Regions from separate parts of the Mus musculus genome. Here all the other regions are linked to region 1. A link is a contact called in public Hi-C data. All regions are on one chromosome and are shown on one strand. Each heading gives the region's core, a stretch centred on a gene start, on an enhancer-like site or on the middle of the called end of the contact. The rest is flanking DNA. Distances are from core to core; before and after follow the strand shown.

Evidence for each region. A called contact is a pair of places that touch in the nucleus more often than the background predicts.
Region 2: a Hi-C map of muscle stem cells shows a contact between it and region 1, with 3 times the contacts expected there. The contact joins two enhancer-like sites. A contact is called at or near these places in 17 of 39 promoter capture datasets (the 3T3-L1 cell line, the HPC-7 cell line, HPC-7-derived erythroid cells and 11 more), 9 of 15 datasets of contacts at CTCF or cohesin (CD8 T cells, the NIH/3T3 cell line, embryonic stem cells and 4 more), 198 of 484 Hi-C or Micro-C datasets (the AML12 cell line, the AtT-20 cell line, B cells and 102 more), 17 of 115 datasets of contacts at active chromatin or transcription factors (PVALB interneurons, astrocytes, bone marrow-derived dendritic cells and 9 more) and 1 of 9 other capture datasets (embryonic stem cells).
Region 3: a contact with region 1 is called in a Hi-C map of bone marrow-derived macrophages, with 17 read pairs. The contact joins two enhancer-like sites. A contact is called at or near these places in 1 of 15 datasets of contacts at CTCF or cohesin (large pre-B cells), 3 of 484 Hi-C or Micro-C datasets (the N1E-115 cell line, bone marrow-derived macrophages and nephron progenitors), 4 of 115 datasets of contacts at active chromatin or transcription factors (bone marrow-derived macrophages, embryonic stem cells and microglia) and 1 of 9 other capture datasets (embryonic stem cells).
Region 4: a Hi-C map of bone marrow-derived macrophages shows a contact between it and region 1, with 12 read pairs. The contact joins two enhancer-like sites. A contact is called at or near these places in 3 of 484 Hi-C or Micro-C datasets (the G1E-ER4 cell line, bone marrow-derived macrophages and palatal mesenchyme) and 3 of 115 datasets of contacts at active chromatin or transcription factors (effector CD8 T cells, pancreatic cancer cells and stem cell-derived neural progenitor cells).

Annotation. Positions count from the first base shown.
Region 1 is chr10:45,046,017-45,053,661 of GRCm38.p6, reverse strand. No RefSeq gene overlaps it. Among named protein-coding and RNA genes, the nearest start is that of Prep, 17 kb to the left of the region's middle. Within about 2 kb of position 4,716, at least 85 of the 459 cell types and tissues checked have an H3K27ac peak or open chromatin away from gene starts, as enhancers often do. A contact at or near this core is called in bone marrow-derived macrophages and muscle stem cells, where this site is marked.
Region 2 is chr10:44,280,569-44,288,213 of GRCm38.p6, reverse strand. It overlaps Atg5 (autophagy related 5), which reads right to left. Exons shown (of 8, transcript NM_053069.6): 2 at 2,017-2,182. The coding sequence starts at 2,124. Among named protein-coding and RNA genes, the nearest start is that of Atg5, 16 kb to the right of the region's middle. Within about 2 kb of position 2,918, at least 7 of the 459 cell types and tissues checked have an H3K27ac peak or open chromatin away from gene starts, as enhancers often do. A contact at or near this core is called in muscle stem cells, where this site is marked.
Region 3 is chr10:44,376,798-44,384,442 of GRCm38.p6, reverse strand. No RefSeq gene overlaps it. Among named protein-coding and RNA genes, the nearest start is that of Mir1929, 21 kb to the right of the region's middle. Within about 2 kb of position 3,487, at least 189 of the 459 cell types and tissues checked have an H3K27ac peak or open chromatin away from gene starts, as enhancers often do. A contact at or near this core is called in bone marrow-derived macrophages, where this site is marked.
Region 4 is chr10:44,430,237-44,437,881 of GRCm38.p6, reverse strand. It overlaps Prdm1 (PR domain containing 1, with ZNF domain), which reads left to right. Exons shown (of 7, transcript NM_007548.4): 7 at 1-708. Among named protein-coding and RNA genes, the nearest start is that of Gm35028, 6.1 kb to the right of the region's middle. Within about 2 kb of position 2,996, at least 38 of the 459 cell types and tissues checked have an H3K27ac peak or open chromatin away from gene starts, as enhancers often do. A contact at or near this core is called in bone marrow-derived macrophages, where this site is marked.

The DNA.
Region 1 (7,645 bases), core at 3,467-5,966:
TTTTCCTTTATAAAAGTTGCCTTGGTCATGGTGTTTCTTCATAGCAATGGAAACACTAACTAAGACGGTCAGTATCCAAGAATTAGAGAGTACCAAACAACTCAATAGAAAGAAAACAAGAACAAACTGGAAGATAACGTGATTTAGCATCAGACCTGAACAAACATTTCTCAAAAGACATGCAACTGGCCAGCAAGGATGAGAAAAACGCTTAACATCATTGATGCCATGAACTGCAAATTAAAACCACAGTGAGCTTGCCACCTGATGTGATGGCTTTGATTTAGAGAGAGAGAGAGATAAAGTCCTGGAGAAGTGGCTTAGCCCTGCAGAACACCTGATGTTCTTCAAGGACCCAGATTCAGGTCCCAGCCCCTACATCGTGCCTTTCAACCACCAATAGTTCCAGTTCTAAAAAATCCAACACCAGGCATACACACAGTCACATACACACATGTAGGACTGGAGGCATGCAGAAAAAAAACACTCATACCTATAAAATAAAAATAAATAAATCTTTAAAAAATATGTAGGAATGGAGGGCAGGCAAAAAGATTTACATACAGTTGATGGGGATCCAAATTAGCGCAGCCATTTTGGTTAAGCTTTCCAATTTCCCTTATATCTATTAAAAGTACAGTTAATATATAATCCAGTAATTCCAATCCTGCACATATATCCAGTGAGTATGAAAGCAGTATGTCAAAGATATACCTTCATTCTTATGCTCATTGCTATTTTGATATTAAGCAAGATAGGAAGTCAAGCTTTAACTGTTCAGCAATAGCATGGCACTGCCATACACTATTTAGTTTTATAAAGAAGGAAATCGAGTCATGTTCCAACATACATAACCCTAGAGGACATTGTATGGACTGTGACAAGCCAGGCTCAGAAAGATACATACACTATCTATAAATTATACTATAAATTGGGTTGGCTAGGAAGAAATATAAAAAGGAGAAAAATGGCCAACTTCGTACAACAGAGGGAAACCCTGAAGCCCCCACTCTGAGGCACTGGTATCCCTCAGGCTCAGGGCAGGAACGCAGGCAGGCAGGCTCTGAACCCTTCCAATCTTCAAGACACCAAAGCCAGGGTATTTATTTTAGAAATAGAGGCAGGAGGAATGAGAGCTTGTATTCGTGATTTGTGTCATCAAGCACAGAATGGCCTCACACAGCTGGTGGCGTTCACACGCAGCTCTTATGGTTTATTTAAGAAGTGAGGCACGAGTGACAACCTGGTGTGGAAACACGCAGGCCAAAGCACCAGTAGTCATGCCGACTGCAGCGTAAGGGCAAGACAGAACAGTCCACTGCTTGAATGGAAATGCTCATTTGCTTGCGCCCAGAGCGGTCCCCAGAACCCAGCCGGCACTTCTCTCCGTTTTCTGGAAGAGGTTTCTAGGTGTTGGAAGTGTATGGGGTTGTGTTTGTACCTTCAGGTTCTGTGATCCTCCTGTAGATTCTGATTGCTCACCTGCTTAAGGGATAACCATCTTGGCTGTCCCCAGGACTCTCTATAGCTCATACTGAACAATCTGGATTTAAAGATAACACAGGAAAACTTCATCACTTGCTCTCTATGTCTCAACTAGGGGGTGGGGACGGGTGGGAAGCAAAATGGCTATTCCTCACACACCAACTCTTTCTTTTTCTTTCTTTTTTTTTTTTTTTTTTTTTTTTTTTTTGGTTTTTCGAGACAGGGTTTCTCTGTATAGCCCTGGCTGTCCTGGAGCTCACTCTGTAGACCAGGCTGGCCTCGAACTCAGAAATCCGCCTGCCTCTGCCTCCCGAGTGCTAGGATTAAAGGCGTGCGCCACCACGCCCAGCTATACACCAACTCTTTCTAAAGAGGACATCTAAGGCAGTAGTGTTCAACTCGTGGGTCAATGGGGGGAGGGGTTGTCAAACCTCCCTTTCACAAGGGTCGCATACCAGATATCCTGCATATCAAGTATTTACATTAAGATTCATAACAGGAGCAAAATTAGAGTTATTAAGTAGCAACAAAATAATTTTATGGTTGGGGGTGACCACAACCCTATTAAAGGAGCGCATCCTAGGAAGGTTGAGAGCCACTGGTAAGGGTTTGGCGTCTAGAGGATAAAGGAAAGGACACATTCACATCCCACCACCCAGGTGCCTGACAGGAAACCCTGCAGTTCTGATCATCAAACTTTGAAAGCCCGCACCTCAGGAACTGTGTGCGCTCTGATCATTTCTCACCTTTCGAAAGTAGCCCGATTTTCACAGGCAATCCCTCACTGGTATTATCCAGTAAGACATAATGGCATTTGGCCAACTCCTAAGTTACAGCCCTTCAGAGTCTCAAAGTTGAATGTACTGCCCTCTGCTGGCCGGACTCAGATTTGTTCCCTGCCTTAACTTGGGGTGGCTCCTCTCTGTAAGCACTAGACTTTCACTCCTATTGGTAAGTACAGATGATAGCTTTCTTGACCAACCTGTTTGTCTCTGCCTGGCTTTGATTACACGGCGGGCAGCGAAACTTTTCATCTGAACAGAGTGTAGGAAGTGCCTGTTTCTTAGGTCGTTTTCTTGCAAATGTTTTCTAAGACTCCTGGAAAGTGAGGCTACTGGACTCACGGCCCAATAATCTCTATAGCTCTGCTTTCTGCCACGGGTCTGGTCTGAGGTTTTACTCTATTTTTCAAGCCACAGACTCTGGCTTGGTCCTTGAGTATATTGTTGTCTGAACCTTACAGGGAAAGATTCCCCCTGGGATTTCTTGTTTTTTCTATGACATCAAGTGTGTCCAGCCTGTTTTGGTGGAGACTTTTCCCACAGCTCCCTCAAGAGCTTTCTCCCTTGTGCATACCTCAGGATGAATGTCTGTCTCCAGATTTCTCTAGGATAAAGGCACAACTTTTTAAAAGATTATCTAGTAATGAATCGATTTACTGTTATAATACACAATAAGTGAGAAATGCATTATTGAGAATTTTTTTTGTGGTTTTTTTTTGTTTTGTTTTGTTTTGTTTTGTTTTGTTTTTAGAGACAGGGTTTCTCTGTATAGCCCTGGCTGTTCTGGAACTCACTTTGTAGACCAGGCTGGCCTCGAACTCAGAAATCCGCCTGCCTCTGTCTCCCGAGTGCTGGGATTAAAGGCGTGTGCCACCTGGTAACTTACAATGTCTCAATAATACTTTTAAAATGTAATAAGGGTAGAGTCTCCTTTGCTTTCTCTAGCCTTTCTTTGCCTTCCTGCGTTTAGATATTGAGTAATCCGTGAGTTCTTGGCCTCCTCTCCTCTCCTCTCCTCTCCTCTCCTCTCCTCTCCTCTCCCTCTCCTCTCGCTGGCCTACATTCCACTGAAACCTACTGTTCTTCAGAGTAACATCTAAGCTCGCACTCTGAGGTTGACCTGTCTTTTGCTAAAAGGACTTCAAAGGTCCCCATTTCTTATATATATTCGATCTTCTCATTTGCATCAACCTTTTTTATTTTTTTTCCAAGCATCTCTCAGGGGGGAAAATGATCCTTCGTATGCACACATGAGCACACCCAGGAAACTGGACAGAGGAGCCATTCCAGGTTAAATACAAATACCAGTCAAAGGGCAGAACTTCACCTTGTTTTTCCTTTAATAATAAAAGTCCGTTTCAAAGCAGATAGTCACTTAACATACCCATGTATATAACATCTGGGTAGAAGGGACAGAAAAAGCAAAGGAGTCACAAAATATATGAAAACCTCCTAAGCTGAAATCTCAAGAATGAGAAAGGCTGAAATGGTTATAGCTCTGGAGGGAGGGCTGGGGAGGGAAGACACAGTGGTAGATATTTAGGGAAGATGCCTTGGGAGCTAAGAGCAAGGTATACAATGGAGGCAATGTGAGAGGGCGGTGTGGCTGGTGCGCATGCGCAGAGCAGTGCAGGCACTGGGAGAGAGAGAGAAGCTGGAGGAGAAAACAAGTCTCCTATATTCCTTGTCAGAGGGGAGCTAGAGCAATTTACTTCAGAGTAAATCACTTCTACGGTGTGTGAGTCTGATAATATTATTGATATGACCAAAAATATGAACGGGGGCAGACCTGCTGTAATGAGAGATCAGGGACCCAGGGAACAGACAACGCGTTTCCTTCTTAAGTCCTGGGATCGAACAGCTTCAAGTCAGCAGTACCCAGAGGCAAGAAAGAGGGAAGATGGCTCAGCATCTTGCAGAGCCTGGCTGCCTAGCATAGATGCTTGGATTCTAGTGTTACCACCTGGCAAGTAGGAGGGGAGACAGGGTTATGAGCAGGTGTTTTTTATGGGTCAGGCCTGAAAGTAGCACACATTATTGCTTCGCTTCTGCTCCATTAGTCAGATCCAGTCTCGTGGCTACCCCAGATTATAAAGGAACCTGAAAACTGGGGCCTGCGTGTGACGAAGAAGAAAAGAAGATGGGTTTCAGGGACACTGGCAAGTAAGCCCCTGCCTCAGAATGGGAAACCCCTGCTCACTTCCCCACTCAGCCTTTGGTCTGTTGCCTCAGCCTTCCTCACATCTCTTGTCTCCGTCCCATGTCTAATCCCTTCACACCAGTGTATTGAGGCCCTCTTGGGTTACTTCTGTCAACCCTAGTCCTTCTGCCATGTAATTTTTTATGCTTTGGTCAGCAACGAGTTGTTTGTTTGCCCAGCGTGCCCTGCTCTGAGGAAACAGTCCAGCCTTGCTGGTCAGCTGGAGTAACTAGCCATGCAGGTTGGTGAATCAGCAGGTGGCACTCGGTGTCAGCAAGACACCCATTCTAAAGCCACACACAAGTAGTGAACGCCTGGGTTCAGTCACGCTCAGGGGAGCCAAACACTGGCTCTCGTGACCTACTTCCTCAAGACTCGACTTTCAAAAGAGTGACTACGCCCAGGCTGACCAGAGGGTTGTTAAAAACAGAGATGTCAACATGCTCTGAACTGACTGCCAACAAAAACATTCCCTTTGTGTCGCGGCTTTCTTCACAGTGCACTCAGGAAGGACAAAGAAGTTTGACCTGTCTGGGTTGGAGGGCGGCAAGCCGCTGTCCTCAGAATTTCTCTCTAGCAGGTGAAGAAAGAGGAATGGGTGTTTTAAAACGAGAGTTGAGGTGACTGCCCGCACAGGTACTAATTAGCCCTAGTTGCTGTTAGGAAACTGGCTCCCTTCAAAGGCTTCATTGTTTGGCTGCTTCTTCCCTCCACCTGTGTCACCTGCTCCTTTCACTCCACAGCACGTCTAGGGTGTTCTCCCCAGCACTGTAAGGCGCAGATGAAAGTGGTCAAAGGAAAGATCTGGAGATGGAGGCTCTTCATTGAGCCTCGCAGCTAACGCTGACATTGACGGAGATAAGAAGGGACAGGGAACCAGGAAGCTCTTATCTTTGTCTGCCTGTGGCTCTGTTTCTCTTTGCTTACGTCCAAATTCAGACGTTTAAAGATCATATGTCTACGCTCGTGACTCATAGGGTCCTCCGCCATCAAGACAAGCAAATAGTTTCATAGGTAACGTGTCTAGGATAATCTGAATGCTAGGGCTCTCCTTTGCCTTCATTTAAAATACAGGCTCCTAGAAATCCAAGCAAGGGATGGGTTCTCCCTGATGCTAGTTTGCATTGTAATGATCAGAGATTAGTATTTTTCCATCACCTAAAACCATCACCATCCTTTTTTTTTTCTTTTTTTCTTTTTGGTTTTTTGATTTTTGGTTTTTCAAGACAGGGTTTCTCTGTATAGCCCTGGCTGTCCTGGAACTCAGAGATCTGATTGTTAACCATTATTCAGATCTAGCAGTCTCTGTGGGTACAGCAGTACTTTCGGTCTCACTGCCCATCTTAAAAATATATGCATTTCCCTAAACTTCTCTTCCAAGAATTCCCTTTTCATTTACCTCAATTAGGTGCTTTATTGATAGATTGATAGGTTGATTTTTTTTGTTTGTTTTTTTGTTTTGAGAGAATGTTTCTCCATGTAGCCTTGGCTGTTGTGGAATTCACTGTGTAAACCATGCTGGCATCAAACTTAGAGATCTGCCTGACTTTGCCTCCCACCTGCTGGGGTTAAAGGCATGGGCCACCATCACCACACCATGCTTTTTATTTTATTTTGAATTATATGTATGTGTATCTGTGTCTGTGTGGGTTTCTGTATGTGAGTGTGGGGACCTGTGAAGGTTAGAGAGCCACTGGAGAGGGGGTTACAAGTGGTTGTGAGCTTCCTGACACGAGTTGGGAATCAAACTCAGGTCCTCTATAAAAGCAGCAAGTTCTCTTAACTGCTGAGCCAACTCTCCAGACCCCTGCGGCATGATTTTAAAATACATTGTACTTGTAGCATAGATGTAGATGGATACTAGAGCATGCAGGAGAAGCCATATAATTAGGAGTTTTAGAAAAACCACGTATCAGTGGCTTAAATGAGGAAAGGTTTGTTTCTCTCTTTCGTTTTATGTCCAGGGCGGGTAACACAGGGCCTCGCTGCATATTTAGTCAGCCAAGGACCAGATCCAGTGCTCCAGTGTGTGCCATGACCATCCAGTTTGAGAAAACAGCTAAACACATCTCAGAAATCTCTACCAAGAACTGTGTGTTGCTTTTGTTCGTGCTAGGTTGACCGAAGGAAAAGGCAGGGCCACAGCTAATTGCAAACCAAATAAGAATGGTTAAAAAGGTGAGCACCTCCTTCCATTTAGATGCATCTCACACCTTCAAGGCTGCCACACACCTTAGAGAGGCAGAAAGGGTAGGCAATGTCTTTATAGACACATAATACATATCCTATACATAATATACCTCAACTTACATAGATTTAACAGTCTTAAGATTTAATAACTTTTTAAGATTGGATTGTTGCGATTACTCTTTCCTTTTTAAAGTTCTGCACACTTTTGGATCTTGTACACTCGGTGCTCTGTATTGGCAGACTCTATATTAGCAGTCTCTACCAACGTGGATTGAAACATTTTGCCAAAACAATTGTATCTGTATTGAATGTGTCCAGGCTTTCTCTTGTCATTAGGCCCTGGCCATTCATTAAAACATTCATTTACATGGCTTTCCTGTGGTATCAGCTATGACATCACAATTAGAGATGATTATCACACGGGAAGACAGGCACAGATTATATGCAAACAGTCACTTTGTGGAAGGGACTGAGTGCTGGCAAATTTTTTGCTTCCCTGGGCTTGGATAGTGGTGGGGAGCCTGGACCCAGTCTTCGGAAGATACCAAGAGAGGACTGTATTTGTACTGGTGGAATTAACAGGGACGAGTTGTGGCCTAATTCTGGTCATGGAAATCAGACAGCCTTTCTCTTGCTTGGTCACTATCACAGTAGCAGAAAGGACTCCAAACCCCTTTCAGAGTCTCTTCTTAATTGATTCCAGGTGTCATCAGTGGTATTTACTGTGTGCTAATAAATGTGCTCAGCCAGGTGTCACTAGGCTCTGTCCTAGTTCTGGCTTTCCAAAGACCAGGCTCCCACAAAGCCCCTAAAGGCAGAGCTTTCTCCTCCCAGTAGGATGCTAATGCCTGGGAAACAGCCCAGGACTCCAAGGAGCTGTCTCTACTCTCAGGGAGAGCCAGTACCCCCAGTCCCACCAAAGTGTAGAGAGGTCCTTACCATTTTTATTGACTCCTGTTCCAGCTCTTTGTCGTTTAGAGCCAAGCAC
Region 2 (7,645 bases), core at 1,669-4,168, 760 kb after region 1:
CCCCATCTGACATGGATGCTAGAAATGAACTGAGGATCCACCTTACTGATCCATTGACTGACACATGTGTGTGTGACAGAGAGACAGAGAGAGAGAGACAGACAGAGAGACAGAGAGATGTGTGTGTATATATGTGGGTTTGTGTGGTGTGGTTGTGTCTGGTAAGTGTGATCGTGGTGTGTCTGTGTGTGTAGGAGGGTGTGTGTGGTCTGTGTTCTGTAGTATACGTGTATCTGAGGTGTGTATGGTGCAGTGTGGGTCTGTGATGTATATGTTTGTGGTGTGTGTGGCGTCTCTGTGGTGTTCGAGTGACCAGTGTGTGTGTTTATACAAACAAAAAAGAATGCATACCAGTATTCCACAGTGATTGTACACACACACAAACATACATTTTTTTTTTTTTTTCATTTAGATATTTGGAGGCTGGGAACTGAACCCAGGGCCTCTCCTCTAAATGCTAAGAAAATATTCTACCACCCTACTATACTCCATGCCCCAATGTTCTATTAAACATGTCAGACATAACATGTTGTGATCATATAGTAGGTCATTAGGTCATATTTAACATTAGGTCATAAATAACATTGTCATGTGAAGAGATTTTATTACTGTATATATATTTGTAAGTCCATTAATATACATATTTGACTAATTGCTTGGAATCATCTAAATATGTAAAAATCCAATGTTGGGTTAAAAGCACTGGCTGCTCTTGCAGAGAACCTGGGTTCAGTTCCCACCACCCACATGACCAATCACAATTGTGTACAAGTCCAGTTCCAGAGGATCTGGCTCCTTCTTCTCACTTGCTCAGGTACAACAATCATGTGGCATCCTTAAATGAAGGAAAATACCCATATACATAAAGTAAATAAAACTTAAAAAAACCTAGCTTCCTATTAAAACACAGCACATTGCTTATGATTCCACTACAGGTGTGCTGTGTGGTAGGTACTGACATTCTAAGTCTGTGCTCTGTTGTAGAGATAGCCTGACTCCACTCTCTAAGATAGATGACTACACGCACACAAAAAAGAACGCATATCAGTATGTCTAAAGTGACATGTGTGTTTGAACTGTGGGTAGCATGATTAGAGGGGATTTATTTATCTTAGAGAATTGCTGTTATTTAATTATGTGTATGTACAGGTACTTTTGAAGAGCAGAACTAGAGCTTACGGGGGTTGTAAGCTGCCAAAATGGATCCTGGGACCCTGGGTCCTCTCCAAGAGCAGTATGTGTACTTCTCTGTTTAGCTGCCTCTCAAGCCCTCTTTTGTTTGCATTGATTCATTTACGGTGCATCAGGTGCATGTGCACATACATGCACACACATGTACATACATGTAGCCACACAGATCAGTGTTAGCTGTCTTCTTCCATTACCCTTCACCTTATTTGTTTTAAAGAGTTTATGTGTGTGAGTGTCTTGCCTGCATGCATGTATGTGCAGCACAAAGTCACAGATGGCTGTGAGGTGCCACACGGGTGTTTAGAACTCAAACAGGGTTCTCTGCAAGTGCAGCCAAGTTCTAAGCACTGAGCCATCTCTCCAGCCACTGTTCACGTTACTGAGCGCCACTAAATCTGGAGCTCACTGGTTTGAAGGCAGGGCTGGGTGACCAGCTAGCCCCTAGGCACCCTCCTGTCTCTGCCTCCCCAGAGCCCACACTATGACACATGGCACGTTTCAAGTGAGTCCTGGGGAGCTTAATTTGGGTTGTCACACTTACATGGTAAGCACGTGACCAGCCAAGTAACCATCCTAGTCTTCTAACCGCCCACAGTAAAGTGAGGGACGAGGGGAGGGGACGGGCGAGGAGGAGGGGGAGAGAGGGGAGTCTGCGTCAGGATGTATCATATGAGCAAAGAATACAAGAAAGAGAAACAAAGAAAGAGAAACATAGGAAGGAAGGGTGGATGGAGAAAATATCGCAAAGTGACAGCCTCCACATTCTAAAACTTTTATTTTATTGTAAATAATGGACGAAGTTATAGGTCCCCTTTGCACACTTACATAGTATGGTTCTGCTTCTCTTTCAGTTATCTCATCCTGATAGAGAGTAAAGCAAGTTGGAATTCGTCCAAACCACACATCTCGAAGCACATCTTTGTCATCTGTCATTCTTCCAGTGGATGAAGCAGTACATATAGGCTAAGTTCTTCCTTCAACCAAAGCCAAACTGGAAACAGAATAAATAGCATTAGTCAGATCCTTCCAAGAATTAATGAAAACATTTCATAGGCAAAAAATGAACACCAAAAAACTTCACTTAAAGAAAAGGTGGAGTGGGGTATGGGGAGGCCTCACTGATGTACACCTTAAATCCCAGCACTTGGCAGGGGCAGAGGGGCAGAGGGGCAGAGGGGCAGAGGCAGGTGATTTCTCCAAGTATGAGGCCAGCCATACTTACCTACCTCTTACTCTCTCCCAGCCAGGGAGGAGGGGAGGTAGGTAGGTAAAAGCCAGGAATTTCTACATTAGAGAAGCCGAGACAAGAGTCTGTATGTAGCAAGACTGAGCTATTTGGTAAAACACAATCTCAAAAAGTCTGTGTGTATACACATGCATGCATATGTGCATGCATGTGTATGTGATGCCAATTACATATTCAAGTAATAAGCAATATAAGTCCCATCAAAATAGAAACTATACTTCTGCAAAATGTGTGTGTTTTTTAATGTTTCTTTTAATGCCTTCTTTCTTACAAACTGCAATCAGTTCTCTTAACTACAGGCCAGCCCCCCTCCCAGTTTCCAGCTCAGCCCCTTCAAATGTTTCCTCAGCCATTCCTCCCTCAGTTTCCCAACAGTCTGCTTAAACAGTCTCGTCTCTCATTTTCCCCAGTAGTAGCCTCTCCAAACTATAGCAGCTGTTCTACCCTATCTGCTCAGCTTGGCTTCTCCTGGCTCAGCTGTCACCAACTGTCTCTTGTCACTCTGCTAGTCTCTCTACTGTCTCCTAATAATATGGTCTCTGGCTCAACAGGTTCCCATTCTCTTCTGCTCAGCCTCCTTTCTACACTGACTGTCTTTTCTCCTCAGCCCTACTCAGTCCTTTCCTAAACCAACTGTCTTCTCTGACCCTACTCTCCTGCCACCTGGACCCTCGGCTCCCCTCTCTCAGCCTCTGCTGGCTCTTTATATCCTCTCCTATCCCTAGAATTCTAGAGGCAACCCAAACCAAAGGCCATAGGGTCAAGCAGTTCTCTTAAAGGGCCAGGTGACTAGCAACTGGGGATCCTTTAAAGGGCCAGGCACAAAGTAAATCACACCACATACTTCTTACTTTTTCAAGCCTGGTAGACTCTTATCACTCACCTAAAAGAGAGCCTTGTACCTGTGCCTTATGATCTTAATCTAATTTCAGATGATTATTCACATAATTACACTTGCCCCATCTAATGTATTTAGCCTCTCCTACCACGTTTATCATTTCTCCTGAAAAAAAAATAAAAAGAATATTTGCTTCGATTTGCAGATGATAGCATATACCAATCAAGAACTGGGGTTGGTGCAAGCCTATAGGCCTCATGGGTTGAGCCTGGGTGACATGAGCCCCTGCCAAACAAACAAGCAAGCAAACAAATAAACAACAACAAAAAGCTCTTTATTAAGTTTATTCCCTTTTCTAAATTTCATCAGATGCATAACTTGGCCCCACCAATACTTCCAGTCATACTGATTACAACTCCGTCCTATAGACCTCAGTAAGCCCCGACCCCTAAACATCCAGTCGCTGTGCTCTGACTCCCCAGCCTAGTACTAACTCACGCTGCTTCTCTCCAACTCTTACTCACACTGTCAAGTGACTAACACCCTCAGTCCCAGTGAAATATTTCTCCAACTCACAACAGTCCTTACTCCACAGGGTAGCGCTGCTAGCTCGCTCTGCACATGAGGAAAGTCTCAGGATCAGGGAAGGACAATGTGCATGAGCTCTGGGATAGCCCAGGCTATCATGCTCATACTCCATGTCACCTGTGTACATGATGAAACACACACTGCTGATAATGCACAGGGCAACCCAAGGAGGTTCTACCTGAGTATTAAGGGTCAATATACAACCAAGACAGTGTTGGGCAGTTAATTCATAATTTAGTATAATGTATAAGAAAAATCCTAAATAATTGCATGGTGCCCTCCAAAATTATGGGCCTAGGTGGATATCAATTTAAAATTCTTTTTAGAGTTATTATTTTATGTTTATGAATGTTTTGTCTACATGTATGTGTGGGCAACACATGCATTTCTGATGCCCTGAAGATCCAGAACAGGGTGTCAGATCCCCCTGAACTGGAGTTACAAAAGGTTCTGAGCCACCATGCAGATGCTAGGAACTGAACTTGTTGCAAAAGCCAAAAGTATTCCAATGGCTGAGCCATCTCTCCAGCAGGACATCAATTATTAACACCGAGGTACATCAAGGAGCTTGCTTTTATCCTTTCTCCCCACCCAGGACAAACCCTTTGGGATTGGCATCAGTTAATCCATAGTTAAAGATCAGTCAGCTGTTGGCCATCCACACATAAGCAAACTGCCTTAGGTGGGAAAAGACCTGCCTTATGTCAAACTACTGGCCACTAGTCAACTTAGAATAAGGACCCTGGTACTTAGCAGTGCCTTGACTTTTATTAAATATATACAAGTATTCTAAGCTAGTGATATACATATGTAAATTTCATTCAGTACCACAGTGAGACTTCAAATTCAAGCATGCTTAAATTCTACACTCAAAAGAAAAATTTCTGAATGTACAAATCACTCAAATTAACTTGCTGAAAACAGGAAGCCCTCATTACTTCCTGACTAGGTTAGCAGCTGATCTTTAGAATAAATGTCCAGGCTGGAGAGATGGATCAGCAGTTCAGAATGCCCGCTGAGCTTCAGAAGGCCTGAGGTCTCTCTAGCACCCAGCTAGGATTCCGCAGAAGCACCTGTAATTCCAGTTCCAGAATATCCAATTCCCAGTTCTGGCTTCTTTGGGCACCCACAAACATATCATAAATTCACACAGATACACACTGAAACAAATACACATTAAAAATCAAAGTAAGATAAATTTAAAATAAGTAAAATGAATAAATTTATGTGGTTATGGGCTGGAGAGATGTCTTGGTGGGGAAAGGCACTTGCTGCGCAGTCTAATGACTTGACTTAGACTACTGAGAGCTACATGATGGGAAGAGAAAAACTGGCTGTCCTGATCTCCACGTGGCTGCATGGCAGATGTGCACACAAGCACAAACATACCCCACCCACACATAGGAATCTCAAGTTATACTACAGGGTATAGTCATAAAGACAGCCTGGTGCAGGAATAAAAACACACAGGAAGAGCAATAGAAAAGAAGATCCAGAAATAAAATGACAAAGCTATGTATCCACTGAATTTTTGACAAAGTAGGCAAAAACATACTGGAAAACGGACAGCCTCTCCAGCAAACAGTGCTGGCCCTCCTGGCTGTACCTGCAGCAGAATGAAATTAGTCTTACCTTTCACCTTGTATAAAAATCAATACAAAACAGACTAAGGACCTTAATTTAAAACTTGAAACACTACAACTTGAAAGAAAACACCTTTTAAACTACTGGGATAGGAAGAACTTTCTGAACAGAACATAACAACACAGGAGCCAACCTCAAGTATCAGCAGGTGGGGCCACAGGGAAGTGAGAAGTCTGTACAGCAAAGAACGCTGTAGCCACAGACAGCCCACAGAATGGGGGCTACCAGCTACACTCAGTCAATATCCAAACTTACAAAGAACTGCAGAAATGAAACACCAAAGAAATAACACTGCCAATTAGCAAGTGGGTAAATAAACTTGAATATTCACTGTTAAAAAAAAAAAAAGAAACACAATGGCCAATAACTTTAAAAAAAACAATGTGGGTTTTTTTTTTTCAGATTTATTTATTTAATGAATTTAAGTACACTGTAGCTATCTTCAGACACACCAGAAGAGAGCATCAGATCCCATTTCAGATGGTTGTGAGTCACCATGTGGTTGCTGGGAACTGAACTCAGGACCTCTGGAACAGCAGCCAGTGCTCTTCACCACTGAGCCATCTCTCCAGGGAATGCAGACTAAAACTACTCTCAGAGCGTCTCACCAATGGCTATCGGTCATCAATAAACGTGACAACAAATGTTGGAGAGGATGTGCAGGGAAAGGAACCTCAACCACGATTAGTGGGCCACAAAACACTGCAGCTGTCATGAAACTCAGTTTGACGATTTCTCAAAAAACTTTTGAATAGAATTATCATGTGATCTCCTATTTCAGTTCTGAGTATACCCTAGCATAGAAGTGTTTTCACCCTCATCTTTATTATTGCTTTATTCACGAGAGAAAGGAACTGAAATCAACCTCAATCCCATCAACAGACAAATGGACAAGGAAAATTGGTGTATATATAAAATTATATATGTATACATATATAATATATATATATATATATGGAATACTGTTCAGCTCTAAAGAAAAATGAAATCACAAATTTTGCAGGAAGATGGATGGACTTAGAATATATATTATTAAGCAAGGTCACACAATCTTAGAAGAAGAAAAACCACATTTCTTCCTTACATGCAGAATCTAACATGAATGCATCTGCGTGTGTGAATACATATATTCGTAGGTACAGTAACATATGAAAGAGAGCAAGAAAAGCTAACATTAGGAAATGAAGAAGGAATGAATGCAAGTAGTAAATACAAGCTGTTTCCGAGTTCTGACTCTATCGTGGTTTTTTTTATTGGTGGTAGTGGTTTTGGTAGTGGGTAAGTGCATAAAACAGTGGAAATATAAAATCCAATGTGGATGGGTGGTGGTAGTGAACACTTTTAATCCCAGCACTTGGGAGGCAGAGGCAGTCAGATCTCTGTGAGAAGGAGGCCAGCCTGATCTACAGAGTGAGTTCCATGACAGCCAGGACTACATCAAGAAACTCTGTTTCAAAAACAAAACAAAACAAAAACAAACAAACAAACAAAAATAAGTAAATAAGGAAGGAAGGAAATACATAACTTGCAATGTGAAGATCCACAGCTCCTGTTTCTCTATAAAATATATAGAAGCTCATTGAATTGCATAGTCTTTGGGTGTTTTTTTTTCTTCAACTTTTTAAAAATATAATAAAGTTTAAAATAAAATTTAAATGTTCTTTAATTGGAAAAAATAATCAGCTTATGGATATTTCCTGATTTTGAGGTAAGGGCTCAGTATGTTTTATCAGAACAATAGAAACCTAAGGCACACTAATATGCACATCTGAAATCGAATGATTTATAGTAGTTTTGGGAACCTTGAACCATCCAGTCAACTATGACTCTTGCTCAAGAGAAGACAACTAAAAACTTCCTTAACTAACACATTTGAAGAAAACTCAATTCAGTTGTAAAGTTTTTTCTTGTTTTGTTTACTTTTGGTAGCATTGGGTCAAAACCAGTGCCTTAGACATACTAAGAAAGTATTCGACCATTTGATTTGCAATTTAAATGTTTAAGTCACTATCAAGGACCTCAAGCTCTGTAATTATAGCTACCAAACAGGCTGAGGCAGAAGGATCATTAAGTTCAAGGCCTGGGCTACAGAGTCAAGTCAAGGCCAGCATGGGAAACAGTGAAACCCTGTTGCAAAA
Region 3 (7,645 bases), core at 2,238-4,737, 670 kb after region 1:
TTGTTAGAAGTCCAACTTCTCCTTCTAAGTCCCCAGGAGTCTCTGGGCTCATTTTAGAAATAGCTTCCCTCTGGCCTTCGTTCTCAGCTTACTTACTAGTTCCTTCAACATCTTACTAGAACTGAGCAGAGTCTGGCTAACCCTTTAACCTTAGCTGGCTGTGATCATCAGCTTTCCATGACTGGAACGTATGCCTGAAGTAATAAGCTTACAAAAAGAGAGGGGTCTGTTTGGCTCATAGCTTTCAAGTTTCAGTCTATAACTTACTGGCCCTATTGCTTTTGTCGAAAGGAAGCACATCACGGCAGAGAATGCATGGCAGACAAAGCCGTTCACTCACGGTAGGGAAGTAAGAAGGCAGAAGGAATGGAGTCCCACAGTTGCCTTCAAACACATGCTCCCAGTTATCTAAAGACCTCCCATCAGGCCTCACTTCTCAGATGCCTACCTCAGTCACTATCTCCCAATACCACAGCCTGGGGACCAATCCTTCAACACATGTCTTGGATCTAAACTCTAACAGCATCCTGTCCACAGTAATTCTCAGGACCTGTCTGCCCCTGAACTTGTGGTGCTACACCATACCGTTGATCTGTGGATAATGCAGCCAGCATCCTAAAGAAAGGCACTGTGCAGCTTGAGGCTCTGCCTTGCTAACTTCTTGAGTACTGGTTTATAGAGAGGAACAAGCCTACCAATTCTCACCACTGAGGAGCCATGTGGCTTTGACAAGCCATTGTGCTGTTCGGACCTGTCCCGTTCTCTGTGAAATGAGGACTACACAATCTATGTAGCAGACGACACAGTCTATGATACACGGAGCTCCAACATCCCGTCAGTTCTGAACTTACCACATCGCACCCCAGGAGAGCCTCAGGTTTTTATCCGGTGAGTGTCTATTCAGCAAGCAACATGTGACAACTGCATCATAGACTAGGGGTGTGCTGTCCAGGACAGGGAGCCTCTGTTCTCAAAGACTTTACAACCCAGTTAGAAAAAGGGTGCCAAACGTTAAGAACAAAACACAGTTCCCACTTATTAAGCAACCCGAGTGCGGTCTAGCAGGTGAAGGCAAGCCCAGGGCCCCTCGTTTGTTTCCCGGTTCTCAGGGAGCACTGCTCTGTACTGCCTGAGGTCTGCTGTTGTGAAAACAAGCGCTTTGTGTGTTCTGTCTGCTTTCCTCCTGGAGGTTATTGCAGGAAGGAAGACACATTGGGTCGATTATCCCATCCTGGCCAGAAGCAGAAGTTCTACCAAGCATTTCAGTCATACAATCGAATTTAAAAAACCTGACACTGCGTGTGTATGACGTTTACACTCATACCGCATATGAGCATAGTAAGTATTAGTCAGTTACTGCTAGTCCTGCCTCTACTATTACATCTCAATTTCTCCTTTTTTTTTCAGATTAATATGTATGTATGTGTATATATATGGAGGTTAAAGGATTTTTCCCCCTTACATTTCCATGTGTATCGATAGGTCTAGGGCAAAGCCCTTAGGAAGTTCAGCTTTGAAACTTTCAAAACCAGTTAAAAGGACCCTAAGGTGAGTACTCAGCCTGGGCAGCATTACACATTTAGTTCTGATATAAGGCAGCCTGGAGTGGTAGACTGCTGCCCTTTAGTGAATACGGATGAAAGCTACGGTTTTATAGAACTAGTTCCCCTCCGCTTCCTCCTCCCTTCCTTCCTTTTCCTTTTCCTTTTTCTTTTCTTTTTCTTTTTTTTTTCTTTCTTTTTTTTTTTTTTTTTTTTTTTTTTTTTTGAGTCAGGGTTTCTCTGTGCAGCTCTGGCTATTCTGAAATTTACAGAGATTCCCCTGCCTCTACCTCCCGAGTGCTGGGATTAAGGGCATGTGCCACCGTTACCCGGATTTATTTTCTTCTTTCTCTCTTTCTCTCTTTCTCTTTCTCTCTTTCTTTCTCTTTCTCTCTCTCTCTCTCTCTTTCCTTCTTTCTTTCTTTCTTTCTTTCTTTCTTTCAATTTTATGTGCATTGGTGTTTTGCCTACATTATGTATTTGGAAGGGTGTTTGATCTCCTGGACCTGGAGTTATAAACAGTTGTGAGCTGCCATGTGGGCACTGAGAATTGAACCTGGGTCTTCTGGAGTTGCTCCCAGTGTTCTTAACTGCTGAGCCACCTCTTCAGCCCCTAGAAATAGTTCTTTTCAAATTGTGTTTTGAAACTGCATTCCTATGTAGGAAGATCTCTGCTGTATTTTCCCTTTTCTTCAGACCATCTTTGCATAGTCCATAAACATCAATACTTTCTCAGTACCCGAACTGGGCCTCTGAGGCCACTTCGAGGTCTTTACGGACCAGCAGCCTCATGCTTTGTGGCTGCTCTCTTGCAGGTGTCGTGGGAGGGTGCGCCCATGGGAGGTGGCTTCGTTTCGCTTACCACTGTCACAGAATACCAGAACCGGTCGGTACCGGATAGTGAACCGACTATGTCTCTGCTCAGGGTTCTAGGCAAGTTCGAGACTGAGGGGTGGCAGCTGCCGAGGGCCTTTGTGTCCAGCATCCTACAGCAGAACAGAGAGGAACGTGGCTGGAGGCCCCTTTTTTGAGCATCCGTTCTGTTCTAAACAGCTTAATCACCTTTAACTGGGCCCCAGCGCCGGACCGGCCCTGCTGTGTTGGGAGTGAAGCTTCTCCACTCAGTGGAACCATGACTGTGAATTTTAACCACTTGCACCTGAAAAAAAAAAAAAAAAAAAAAAAAAAGGAAGAGGATGCTGGATTAGGTGCAGTTCCTTTCTGGGACTTGGAACGTTGCCAGGAGCCTTGGCTCACTTTCCTGTCAGCCAGCCTCTCTGGCTCTGCAGACAGGCCAGGGCAGGAGATGCCTGTAGAGACCTGTAGGCAGACAGCTCAATGCAAAGATCACTTTCACTGTGTTGGCTGGGTGCTGGCTGCAAGCAGAGCCCCGGGCTGCTGCCAAGGGTTAAGGTAGCAAACCAGCAGTAAACGGAGTGCTTGGCAGAAGCCCAGCCTCTGAGACAGAGACAGGCTTAATTTCCATCCTTGGTCACAGTTGCAAAGGGACATTGCCACTCAGATCAACAAATCTGGTTTGCATGTGAGACATACAAACCATTCTTTGCATTGTGAAACAGAGTCTAAGAAGGTCCTATTCCCGGAAACCTCGAGGTGCCTCCCCTCCCAACTCTTAACATCCAGGTTACTCTAGCTGCTCTGAGTGAACCCTGACCTTTGAAAGGGGGGTATAATGCCTCCGAGAAACCCCAGGCCTGACTTCAAGCAGATCTTTATATAAGAACTGATTGCACAAGCCTGCATGTGTGGGGCTGAGGGAAGAAAAAGGGAAGAGTGCTTTCTGTGTATGACTGAGACCCTGCTATTCGTTTGACTTGGATGTTTCAGCTGAGCTCTGTCGATTATGAAGATAGTCATATATGTCAGTACTAGAAACCTCCGCTCGCAGTTGTACGAGCAGCTGCCCCATCCTCCCGCTCTAGCCTTGCCCTCCTCTGCAGTGAGCAGGAAGCAGAGACTCAGAGAGAGTTGGGCCTTGGCAGCTGGGAAGTGGTGGGGCATCAATTCTGCCCTCATAGCGAAGGGCAAGAGTGCTGGTCACATGGAATCCGGAGATGGCTGTGTAATGTGGGAGACGCTGAGTTCCATGTTCCCACACTGTAAGTCATGATGACACTGTTAAAAATGACGGGTGGGCGGCGGAAAGTGAAAGAAAAAGAACAAGAGGGAACAGAAACCGACCAGACGCACAGAGGATCAGGCGAGTGTAAGGAGGAAGGCACGAAGACAGGCTGGGGGAGGGGTAGCCTGGAAGTCAGTCAGGGAAAGGGGAAGGCAGGCAAAGGAGACTGGGTAGGAGGAAGAAACCAGACAAAGAGGATTGCGATGAGGTAGACACAGAGACAAGACCTTCTCCTTGAAAAAAAAAAATGTCCTTTTCCAGCCGAGGGTGGAGGCCAACCACGCCCCAACCCCTGCCTGACACGTCACTTTCAGACCCCGGCTGCAGGGCCAGCCGGAGAAGTCCCTCACCTTAAATCTGTCTCTGCTTGTTGAAGAAGGCCCGAATTGAGATGGAAGGAGTTTGTGAGACTTTCTGGAAATAACAGAGGAGAAAAGTAGAGAGCCATGTGCTTGGCAGAACCCTCTCGAGAGTCCTCAGACAGGCTGCGCCCGTTCTGCCCTTCACCTCAGGAGTGGTACCAAGCTCTCTGGCTTTGGTCTCCAGAAATCTGCAATCTGGGAGGGATCAAAGGTCCATATGGAGAGCGCTGAACAGCCACGCTGTTGCGCAGACAGTGAACACAGGCAGAAAATACCAATGGAAGATGAATGAGAGAAAAAGATGAATGAGATGAACGAGACCTTTAAAAAGATGAATGACCTTTTAAATGGACAATGGCTTTCTTGACAATGTCACAGAATTTTCTTAACTGTGGGGGAATTAGGGTAAACAATTTGGTCAACTATGGAAACATGGACAACTGGACCAAGAAGGTCCAGTGTGTGGGCTTGAGAACAGCATAGCAGAGCCAAAGCAGAGAATCCCATCACTAAAGCCAATCTCCAGGTGAGCTGGCTCAACAGAAGTATGGCATTGACCTTTAAAAAGTTTTTAAAATTAGCACTCCCCAGAAGTTATACTTATCATTAAAAAGCAACAAACATTGCCTAGACAACTCTGGCACAGGCCAGCTTGCAAGAGGGCCAGGCTTAGCCTCATCTGTCAGGTCGGACAGACACAGACTTCAGAGGACAGCTTGAGATCAAAGGTTGCAGGAAAAACTGAAGATGATGGAGGGTAGGCAGACACTGAAGGAGACTGAGGTGGTGGTGGTGGTGGTGTGTGTGTGTGTGTGTGTGTGTGTGTGTGTGTGTTTGTGAGAGTGTTTGTGTGTCTCTGTGTGAGTATGTCTGTTTGAGTGTATCTCTATGTGTGTGTGTGTGTCAGTGTGTATGTGTGTCAGTATCTGTGTATCAGTGTGCATGTATGTGAATGTGTGTTAGTGTGTCTGTGTGTGTCACTGTGTATATCTGTGTGAGTGTGTGAGAGTGTATCTGTGTGTATGTGTGTGTTTGTGTGTATCTGTGTCTGTGTGTGTCAGTGTATTTTGGGAGTGAGGTGAGGATATTCAACATGTAGTTGACAAGAACATGAAGCAAGGACAATGACAACCAAACGTTATGGATTTGTTTGGTTTTTCAAGACAGGGTCTCATGTATGCCAAGTTGGCCTTAAACTTGGCCTCGGCTACAGAGCCTCCCAAAACGGGATCACAGGTAGAAGAAGCCATAGCACCTTGTTTTATGTGGTGCTGGGAATGGAACCCAGAGCTTTATGAATGCCAAGCAAGCACATACCAACTGAGTTACATCCTCTGCCTAGAACAACCAGCATTTATGGGGTACAAACTGCCAGGTGCTTTCTCAAGCATTTTGTATGTTACTTGTTCACATAAACTCTTCTATTGTCCTATGAGGCATTTCCTGTTAACTGTATTTTATACACAAGGGAACCTGACTATTCCATGGGAGTTAGCTCAGTGTTCTATGTTCTGTAATTCTTAAATCTGAAGACATATAAGAATCAATGTTTATGTTTATGGGTTGGTTTATGTTGTTGTTTGTTTTTGGTTTTCTTTGGGGATTTTAATTTTTAATTAAAATTATATAATTAATTAATTTAGAGGATCCATGTCCCGGAGGCTGGTCTCAAACTCAGTCTGTAGCTAAGGATGGCCTTTCAACACCAGGATTACAGGCTTGAACCACCATGCCTGGTTTAGTCAATGCTGGGGACAAACCCCAGGCCTGTCACGTGCTGGGTGAGCACTTTGCTAATTTACCTACCGCCTTAGCCCACTGCTGTTCCTTTATTTGTAAACACTCACTTTTATATCTGATTCTAGACACACTGTCAAAGATTAGGTTTCTGTGAGGAGAGTATGACTTCACTATGAGGAGTTTAGCATTATAATTAACACGATGATTTCCCCCAAGAGAACTAAAAACTCTAGTTCAGCGTTATGAGACCTTCATATTAAAAGAGGCCCATCAAACGAAGAACCTCCTGGGTTCATAATGGGCAACAAGGGTCTCTCTCTGATACTCCGTTCCAAACTGTAAAATGCCTGGGAAGATGCAAAGCTCCTTTTCAAGAAGAAGGAGGAGGAGGAGGAGGAGTAAGGAGAAGAGGAGGAGGAGGGGGAGGAGAGGGAGAGGAGGAAGAGGAGAAAAATAAAGGTGCCCCTAGCCCTGGAAAGAGCAGCCAGGTTCTTGTCCTCAAGGTAGCCTCTCTCACAAGAACCGAAGCTGAGGCTCGGGCTCTGGCAGAGCCCGGCTGGGAGTCTGGGAGGCAGCAGATGGAGAGAGATAGCAATACATCTGTTTTCACAGGAGCCTGTTGTTCTCTGTACTAACTGCTATAAAAACAACACGAAACCAGCCACACTTCAGTTTTGGTTCTAGTGACTAAATCAAGGAATGGCTCGATGGTTGCTGTGTCATTAGAAATGAAACCAGTTCTTAAACAAGAGAACAGGGTCAACACTTTAATAACCCAGCCAGTTCATAGAAAAATCAAAGCTGAAACTCTGACACCCCAGCCCTGAACACCTGCTGCCTAAGGTTGGTTCTGAACCAATGAGCCCTCTTCCTTGCAATGAAGGCACCACATGGGCCCCAACTTGCCTGACACGGAGAGAGCCGGCTTCCTTATGTGCACAGTGCCATTGGGTGGAAATGAGCCTCATACCCAACAAAAATACTTCATATCTGACTTTTATTTTTTCAAATATATAATCCTATTCGCCCCTCTAAGTACTTTTTTTTTTTTTTTTTTTGGTTTGTAGACAGTCTCACAATAAATACAGCTCTGGCTGGTCTAGAACTCCCTATGTAGACCAGGCTGGCCTTGAAACTCAAGAGATCTGCCTGCCTCTGCCACCTAAGTGCTGGATCAAACATATATTTTGATGTATGAATTTGATCTTTACTAAGGTTGCCATTTACATTTTTGGTTTTGGTTTGTTTTGCTTTGCAGATAAGTACTCGCTGTGTACCCTAGGCTAGTTTGGAGTTCATGGCAGTCTTCCTGCCTCAGTCTTCCAAGTGTTAAAACTACAGGCATGAGTCTCCGAGTCTAGCCATCGTTTACATTTTTTTCAGATGAAGAAAGTGGAACTTGCAGAGGTGACTTAGCCAGAAACAGGTAGAGCTGGGGCTCTGAACAGAAAGATTCTGATCTACTGTCAGGGATGGTGGCCATACCATGATCCCAGCAGCACCTGGGAGAGCCAGGAAGATCCTAAGGTAAAGGGTAGTCTAGTCTACATGTACCTGTTCCCCTTCCCCACAAAAAGAAACAAAGTCACGCTCACCTCTGTCTATACTGCCCCTGATCTAACTTGGCTTGCATACAGTAATGAAGGTGGTAGAGATGTGGGAACTCATAGGTTGCCTCCTCTGTACCCTCTTCTCCCTAATGTCACCAAAGAACCTTCTCCTCCCTTCCTCCCTTGGGAAACTGTTGATGATGCTCATCATAGAATGCTTCAGGATAGGTGATTGGCTCAGTTCTGACCAATGAGGTTTGAGAAAACATGTGCTGGCCTTTCTGCAAACAAGCATCTCTGGGTCTCAGT
Region 4 (7,645 bases), core at 1,747-4,246, 610 kb after region 1:
TCTGCTCTCCTCTTCCTCTTCCTCTTCTTCTTCCTCTTTCTCTCCCTCCTCTAGAACCCTGACTCATGCTCACTGCTCAGTCTGATGCTTACCTTAGAGTTTTGTATATATAGATCAACTTACAAAGAGGGAAAACTTCAGATCCTCTGGGGGAAACCCAAGAGCCTTACTGACCTGTTGCTGTGACTAGCTAGATGGGTTTCTCTTTACCTTCCAAGGATCAAAACCAGAGATTCCACACATGCTAGCAAGCAAGCAAGCTGTCACTGGGCTGCAGCCCCAACAAGACTGACATTTCTGGATGCATCTGTATTTGAGAAAAATACTCACTTAATTGTAGGTTAACCAAAGCATGACCTGACATTGACACCAAATACAAATACGATTTCTTTGCAGTGAACTTGGGTTGTTTTCCTCCTGTGCTTTTCTTGTGTTGGGAGGATTTTTACAAGGACAATTGCTTTTCTTGCCATCTGTCTTCCTCTTAGGCCTCTTACATGAGAGTGTTGAGCCCACAATGAACAGTGGTTGGTTGGTTGGTTGGTTGGTTTGTTTGTTTGTTTTTTCCTCAGAGTTAAAACTGACCAAAGTTATTGGCTTTTTACTTTGCTAGAACAACAAACTATCTTATGTTTACGTACTGGTTTACATTGTTATTTATGTGCAAATTGTCAAAATGTAAATTAAAATATAAATGTTCATGCTTTACCAATGCTTGTCTAGTGTCTTGAAAGATGTTCCTGTGTTATTGACTACCACAGGGTCACTGAGCCACGTCGCCAAGAATTTTCAGTTTGTCTCTCTCTGCCCCGCCCCCTTTTTCCAGCAATATGACGTGATGCCCAATATCTCCCCTTTCTGTGGGCTGTCCTAGGAAGCGAGTGAGCATCACTGACCTGAACTATCTCATGCTCCCATTCAACTACTAACCAGGCCAGACGCTGCTTAGTTTCCAAGACCAAGTGTGTTCAGGGCGCTGTGCCATCACTCTCAATAGTGTGCAGTTTTCCCTTCCTTATGAGTTATGGATGTGTATCAGTATACCTGAGGTCATAGTGAGGAACTAAGGAAGACTAGTGTCTATTTCAGAAATGTCACATATGTACTCACAGCCTGCAGGTGGGTGAGGGCTTCTGGGAAGCTGGGGTCAGAAACCTTTCTTGCTGTTGACATTAGTATTGTTTCTGTGGTTTGAAGCTAACCCAAAATGTGCCACAAAAAATGCCCTATGTTCCTCCACCACCACTCCAAACTTGGGACTCTCATTGGCAACTCGGGTACTTGATGTGAATTTCCAAAAGGCTGACTAACCCCAAACTAGTGTGAAGATCAGGGTTCCTGGTGGCATGGCTCGGAGCCTGGTGGATCCTATGGTGAGACTGAGACTCCTTTCTTCTTCATGGATGTTTCAGAACCTAACCTGTCCCCAGAGAGAGACAGCACAAGTCAAATTGATTCCCTTTGGAAGATAAAAATAGGAGATGGGTCTTAAAACGTGACTGCTCTCTCGAGAAGGTTCTGGAACCCCCTTTCTGATGCTTTTCGTGGCTCCCATTTCACCATGGCCAACTTGATGAGTCCACGCTGTATGTTGAGAAAACAATACTCCTTATACTTCGGCCCTCCAGACTCTCTTGTGTTTTCTTTTGCTTTCAGGGTTTCATCCTAATTCACTTAAACATCTTGAAATGCTGCCAACATATAACTGTGCAGTTAAGAAAAGCAGAACCCTATTATCCTAATGTGCCAAGTGGTGCTGATTAGATGCCCGAGTTCTACAGAACCATTGTGGTAATATATATATTTAAAACCTCCTTAATATCTAGGGTGTAACAATTGCTAACATAAATCATCATTCTTTGGTAGATGAGGTCTTGTTTTCTTTAGAGTTGCCCATCTCAGGAACAACTATGCATAGAGTTGAGTGGGACAGTAACACCCACCAGGAGCCTAAGCGCCTCTGCCAGAGTTTGGACTGTTAGATTTACATAGTCCTCAGTGGGCAAAGCAAGTCTCAAGAAGTCACTAATTCTTTTTTAAATTTCCTTAATTACATAAAAGCTATACAGAAATATTCCCTATCATATTACAATATAGAGACTATACGTGGTGCATCATAGAAGTTTATGAGCACAATTCTTGATGGCCTTTCATTGGGGGAAATGAAATAATTTTGTTCTCATAAACTGATGTAAATGATGTTATTCTCTCTCTCTCTCTCTCTCTCTCTCTCTCTCTGTGTGTGTGTGTGTGTGTGTGTGTGTGTGTGTGTGTGTACCAAGTGTGGTAGCACATACTTTTAAGCAGAGGCAGGCATATCTCTTTTAGTTCAGGGCCATCCTGCTCTACATAAGGAATTCCAAGCAAATCAGGGTTATATAGTGAGAGCCTGTCTCCCCCTTTCCCCCCAAAAGGAAAAAGAATAAAAAAAAAAAAAGATAATGAGAAAGGGCCAGGTCAGAGGGAGGAAAAACAATAGGATGCACATGGAGAAGGCTTTCTAACAAAACCAGGCCTCCAGGGAGGTTGTCCAGAGAGGAGGGCAGAGGGGCAGCTAAAAGATGCTCAATGAGAGGAAGGTTTCAAGGCGCTCCATGAGCCAGTCCGCAAAGGTGGAGCACTTTTCCCATAATACATTGATTTCATTGCCTTCAGCTAGACCATTCTTGGAATTAGCTACCTCTTAAAATCCACTTCCAGCTGTGTGATGATCCTGAGTTTCTGAGACCATGGAGAAGCCTCCCACCACATCCCTTTTCAAGACCTCAAAGACCCCAAAGTCCAAGTGTTCAAAGTAGTGCTGACAGCTTAAATAAGCGAGAAGTGATTTTAATTTCAATACAGCCCTAATCGGTGTGATTCAGACGAAAACTGCAGCAAGATTCCAGAAGGTTATTTTTAACCAGATTTATGCAAATCTTCTCTGCTGTGGCCCAGCTTCTCAGAATACTATAAACTTAACGAACCTTCTCCTAGTTGGCTCCTTCCAGGCTTGCCAAGTGCTGAGTCAGGATTGGCCCTGTACACATTTCCCTCTCTCTGTGTTTAAGATAGAAGGTGTTATTCAGCACAAGTGTGACATAGTCATCTTTGAGTTTTTCCTCTGCCCTATCGAGAAAGAAAGAGGAAGTGGCAGATAAGCACCATCGGGTAATTTTGGTAAGAGATTCTTCAGTGTGCTTACAAAATGTGTTTTCGTGAAATGATAGGAAAACGCCCCATCTTTGGGCATCAGGAAAACTCACCTGTGGACAAAGGAAACCAGCTGCTCTCCACTATGGGTGGGGAACAAATAAGATCACAGCAGAAGAGTTTAAACCAGTGACCCCATCCTGGAGGTCGCGCATCAGATACATTACAACTCATAACAACAAAATTAGAGCTATGAAGTAGCAACAAAATAATTGTATGGTTGGGGGTCACTACAACATGAGGAACTTCATTAAAATGTTGCAGCATTAGGAAGGCTGAGAACCATTGATTTAGACTGAGACTAACTATCTCTGAGGTTTATAAGACACTGGGGTTCTCCTCAGGCAGGGACAGAGTTTTCCGACTTGTAGGAATTAAGGAAGAGTCACCCCACTTAAAAACACAAGCTCATCCCAAGATATCCCAGCAAGCCCCTCTATGCCAACAGTCCAAGCATCTGTCAATTTTATGTGCAGCCGAGGACCTAAACCAAGACATGTTCAAGACTTTGGTGGAGAACTTTAGTTTCCTTAACCTCCTGAGACTCTTTAGAAACAAAGTATGTATGACCTAACAAACTAGAAAAGCCTGCCTAACTCTGAGGAAGAGTCCATGATTCTGTGGAAAGGAAGAAAGAAAGAAAGAAAGAAAGAAAGAAAGAAAGAAAGAAAGAAAGAAAGAAAGAAAGAAAGAAAGAAAGAGAGAGGGGGGAAGGAGGGAGGCAGGGAGGGAGGGAGGAGAAGAAAGGAAGGAAGGAAGGAAGGAAGGAAGGAAGGAAGGAAGGAAGGAAGGAAGGAAGGAAGGAAGGAAGGAAGAGAAGGAAACAAACAAAGAAATGAAGAAACAAAGAAAGGAAGAAAGGAAGAAAGGAAGAAACAAAGAGTGTCCCACCTTGCAGTTCCCAGGAATCATGAACAGCAATGAAACAAAGAGTTCCCCTGGCCCTGTTAGAGAACCCCCAACCAGTGCAGGAGGTACTCAGGAAGAAGGGTGGCCTCTGCCCTCCCCTCTCCCATCAGTATCAGCACAGTGACCCTGAGTTCAAGTTCCCACCCATACAGGTTAAGGAAGTATGGAACATCAGCAACTTCTATGTAAACCTTTGTCATCCAGTAACACATAACCTACTATCAATAACCTAACCTGAAGATTAATAGCAAGGTCACCTAACTTTCTTCCACATGTCTCGGGCCCATAGTCTAGGAATACATTCAAGGAAGAAACTGAATGTAAGTCCCTACTCACAGGGGACACACTGTGTACTCATAATAAAGAGCACTAGTCTTAGGTCTGCCCATCACTCCCCCCATTCACCCTGATTTTCCGACCCTTAGAATGAGGAGCCACTCCTGGATTGTTTCTGGCAATCTTGGAAGTAACATACCTTTGCTATGCTAAGACTCCATGATTTCCTGTTGTCCTTGGAAACCAGGTTGCTGCATAAGTGCCTAGAGATCAGAGAGTAGAGGGAACCCAGAATGGGGGGGCAAATTAGTGTGGAACCAGCCATTGTGTCTTCTTTGGCCAAGGACAGTGAGCTTGCAGGTCCTGCTGACTTGTGAGAACTATGTGCTTTAATACACTCACCTGAAAGAAACCTACATTTCTTAAAAAATAGGAATAGTGAGTATGCTTAAGTTAAATTCTTGCTGGACTCCAAAACCAGAATCCTGTAATTGCTCTTGTTTTTCCTTTTTCTTCTTTGTCCTTTCCCTCCTTCTTTTGTGCTTTGCTGTTGCTGTTGCTTTTTTGTTTGTTTTTGTTTAAGCAAAATCATATTTACAAGACAAGTAAAAAAAGATTTTAAGTTTATTGTCACAAAAAGGAGCAAGGTACAGAAACACTGGCAACTGAGGAAGCCCTGAGAACACAGTAAGGAGACCCCTAAGGGGACAGTGAAAGGGACCTTTTCAGTTAGTGAGGCCACTGAGGCCTCTATACCACTTTAACGGTTTAAAGTTTTAAAAGGGGGAATAAGGACAAATTGAGCTTAGAGAGGGAGAGGAGGAGGAGCAGGAGAAGAGGAGAAGGAAGAAGAGGAGGAGGAGGGGGGGAGAAGTGGGGGAGGGGGAGGAGGAGGAGGAGGAGGGAAAGGTTAAAGCCAAGACAGAAACTGTGAGTAGATAGATGTGAAAGGGGCTGAAAACGAGTGAAAAGTGAAAAATTGCCTTATGAATAAACCGTTGAAAGACGGTGACTGAAAAAGCAAGCGTGCTTCCAGTAATTTCTGAATCACGAGCTGTAGCAGAGAGGCTGGCCTGAGCAGCCCGACCCCCTAACCTCCACTGCTGCACTGGGCTCGGCGGGCCTGTGGGCGGACAGTTTTCTACTTGACTGTTCAGTTTCGTTGTGATTGCCTCCAGCACAGATGATGTGGGCCATTTTACCACCCTGATCACCAAAAAACATGCCTGGTCATCTCTCCAACCTGCTGGCACGACAGGTAGGTGATAGTCCAGCGGCACCCGATGGGACGAGCCAAGGGACGAGGGCAGAGCCATAAAGAAGACACAAAGGAGTTCAGGAGACCCAAAGCCATGGCCTGTCCCTGTCTTGCCGGAAGTGACATGGCTTCGTGTCCAGTGTTCCTTTTCATTCCTGGTGGTATGTTCCCTGGTGAAGCCAGGTTGGCCTGGCCTCAAGTCCTGTCTGTGTTGACAGCCACCACATGACCTTTCCCTGAACACCTTTGGGCTCAGGTGTAGCAAGGAAGATGCCAATCATAGCAGGCTTCCCTCCTCCACCCCTTTGCATAGTTGGGGAAGTAAGTACGGGAGCACCAGGAAGTAGACCGGTTCTACCAGTGTGAGTCTGCCCTCCTGTGAGCCTGCATGACTAGGGATGTTAAAGGAGGCACTCAAGTACACACCAGCCAGGCCTGGTGTGGTGGAAAATGGCCAGACGACACAGCCAGTTCCCCACTGTGGGGCTGTCCCCACACTTACATTTCTAAATGTAGTCCACACTCAGTAATGCATACATCGAAGAGGTGGGAAGCAGGTGGCCACCTATCCCAAGCTTAGTTGTAGGGATGTGTTTTCTGTCCAGTGACTGGTGGGCATCCTCCCTCCATGAGCACACCCTTAGGACAGGCTGAAGGAAGCAGGTGCCTCTCTAGTGACCTAGGGACGAGGGAAACTAGGCCAAGGGGACATTTGACCTAGATGACCCAAGGAACTACTAACCAATGCGTGCAGCAGGGTGGATAACCAAAACATGAGTCGGCTCCTAATGCACTTGTCTCATTAATAACCACCCTGTGAATGTAGTCCTGTCCACAGGCCAAAGAGGCAGAGGCTTTCCTAAAACCTCCCCAGGGACCTTGGCATTTTTTGGATTGTAGAGGTCCTTTGCTTTGGCTAGTGGGGGGCTTTAAGACAGTGTCCTTTCCTCCCAGGGGTTTCCCATGAAGGAGGTGACGACGGTGTTGGACTTGGAGTATCTCCAGCCCAGAGATTCGGAGACGGTCAAGGGAGATGCCCAAGATGTTTAACAACTTCATGCCGGAACTGGAAACTGATTCTGCTCCCGATGTTAGCAGATTAGACACTGCTCTTATTGCCAGCTGGGCAGAACCCCAAGGAGCTGCTGCTATTGTTCATACTTTTGGGCACGTTTGCCAAACGTGAGCACCTTACAGCACAAAACTTAGCTCTGTTGTTGTTGTTGTTGTTGTTGTGAGAACTGAGCCAGGGTCCTTGTGCTCAGTAGGTGAGTGCTCTGCCACTGAGCTGTATCCCAAGCCAAATGGCCTGAACTCTTAACCAGTCATTAAATCATGTTAGGAAGAAACAGACAGAGAGTCCTGGAGAAGCACGGCCTGCCACAGTCTGCTGTGGTTCTGAACCACCTTTCACTCACTCTATGGATGGCGGGTCCTCTGTGAGGTACCACAGGGAGATTGTATTTTTGCTGCTTTTGCACACAGGCAGGCGTCACATCAACTGCTTCAGAGAAGAAAGTGGAGTATCAAGTTAACCCGTCCCTCAGAGGATAATGCCTCAGATACTGAGTAGTAGACATGGTGTGCATATTTGCTGTTTAGAAAAAAAGAGGGGGCAGGGTGTTTATAGATCCTTCCACTTTTGATCATGGAACCTGGATGCTCTCCACAGCAGAGGGAAGACATGTGATTGAATGCATTTCTATTTCAGGTGCACAGACAAGGCCTCTACTGCCCCTGAATTTAAAGTGGTATATTCTGTCTTAAATGGTCTCCATATGAAGTTAACCAATGTGCCTGGAGGCAGAGATGAAAGTTAAGAAGTAATGGTTGGGTCAACCTTTTGTTCTAAGGCAGTGGAATCCCAATAGGCACAAACCTTTTGGGGGGCTGTGTAGAGACTTTTTTTTTTAACACGGCCACCTGTTACACAGCTTTTGCAACCAACAGAAACCCTAGAAGATTTATAGTTGTATTGCTTCAAATTGGTAGTTTTTGGTCTCCTCTGGA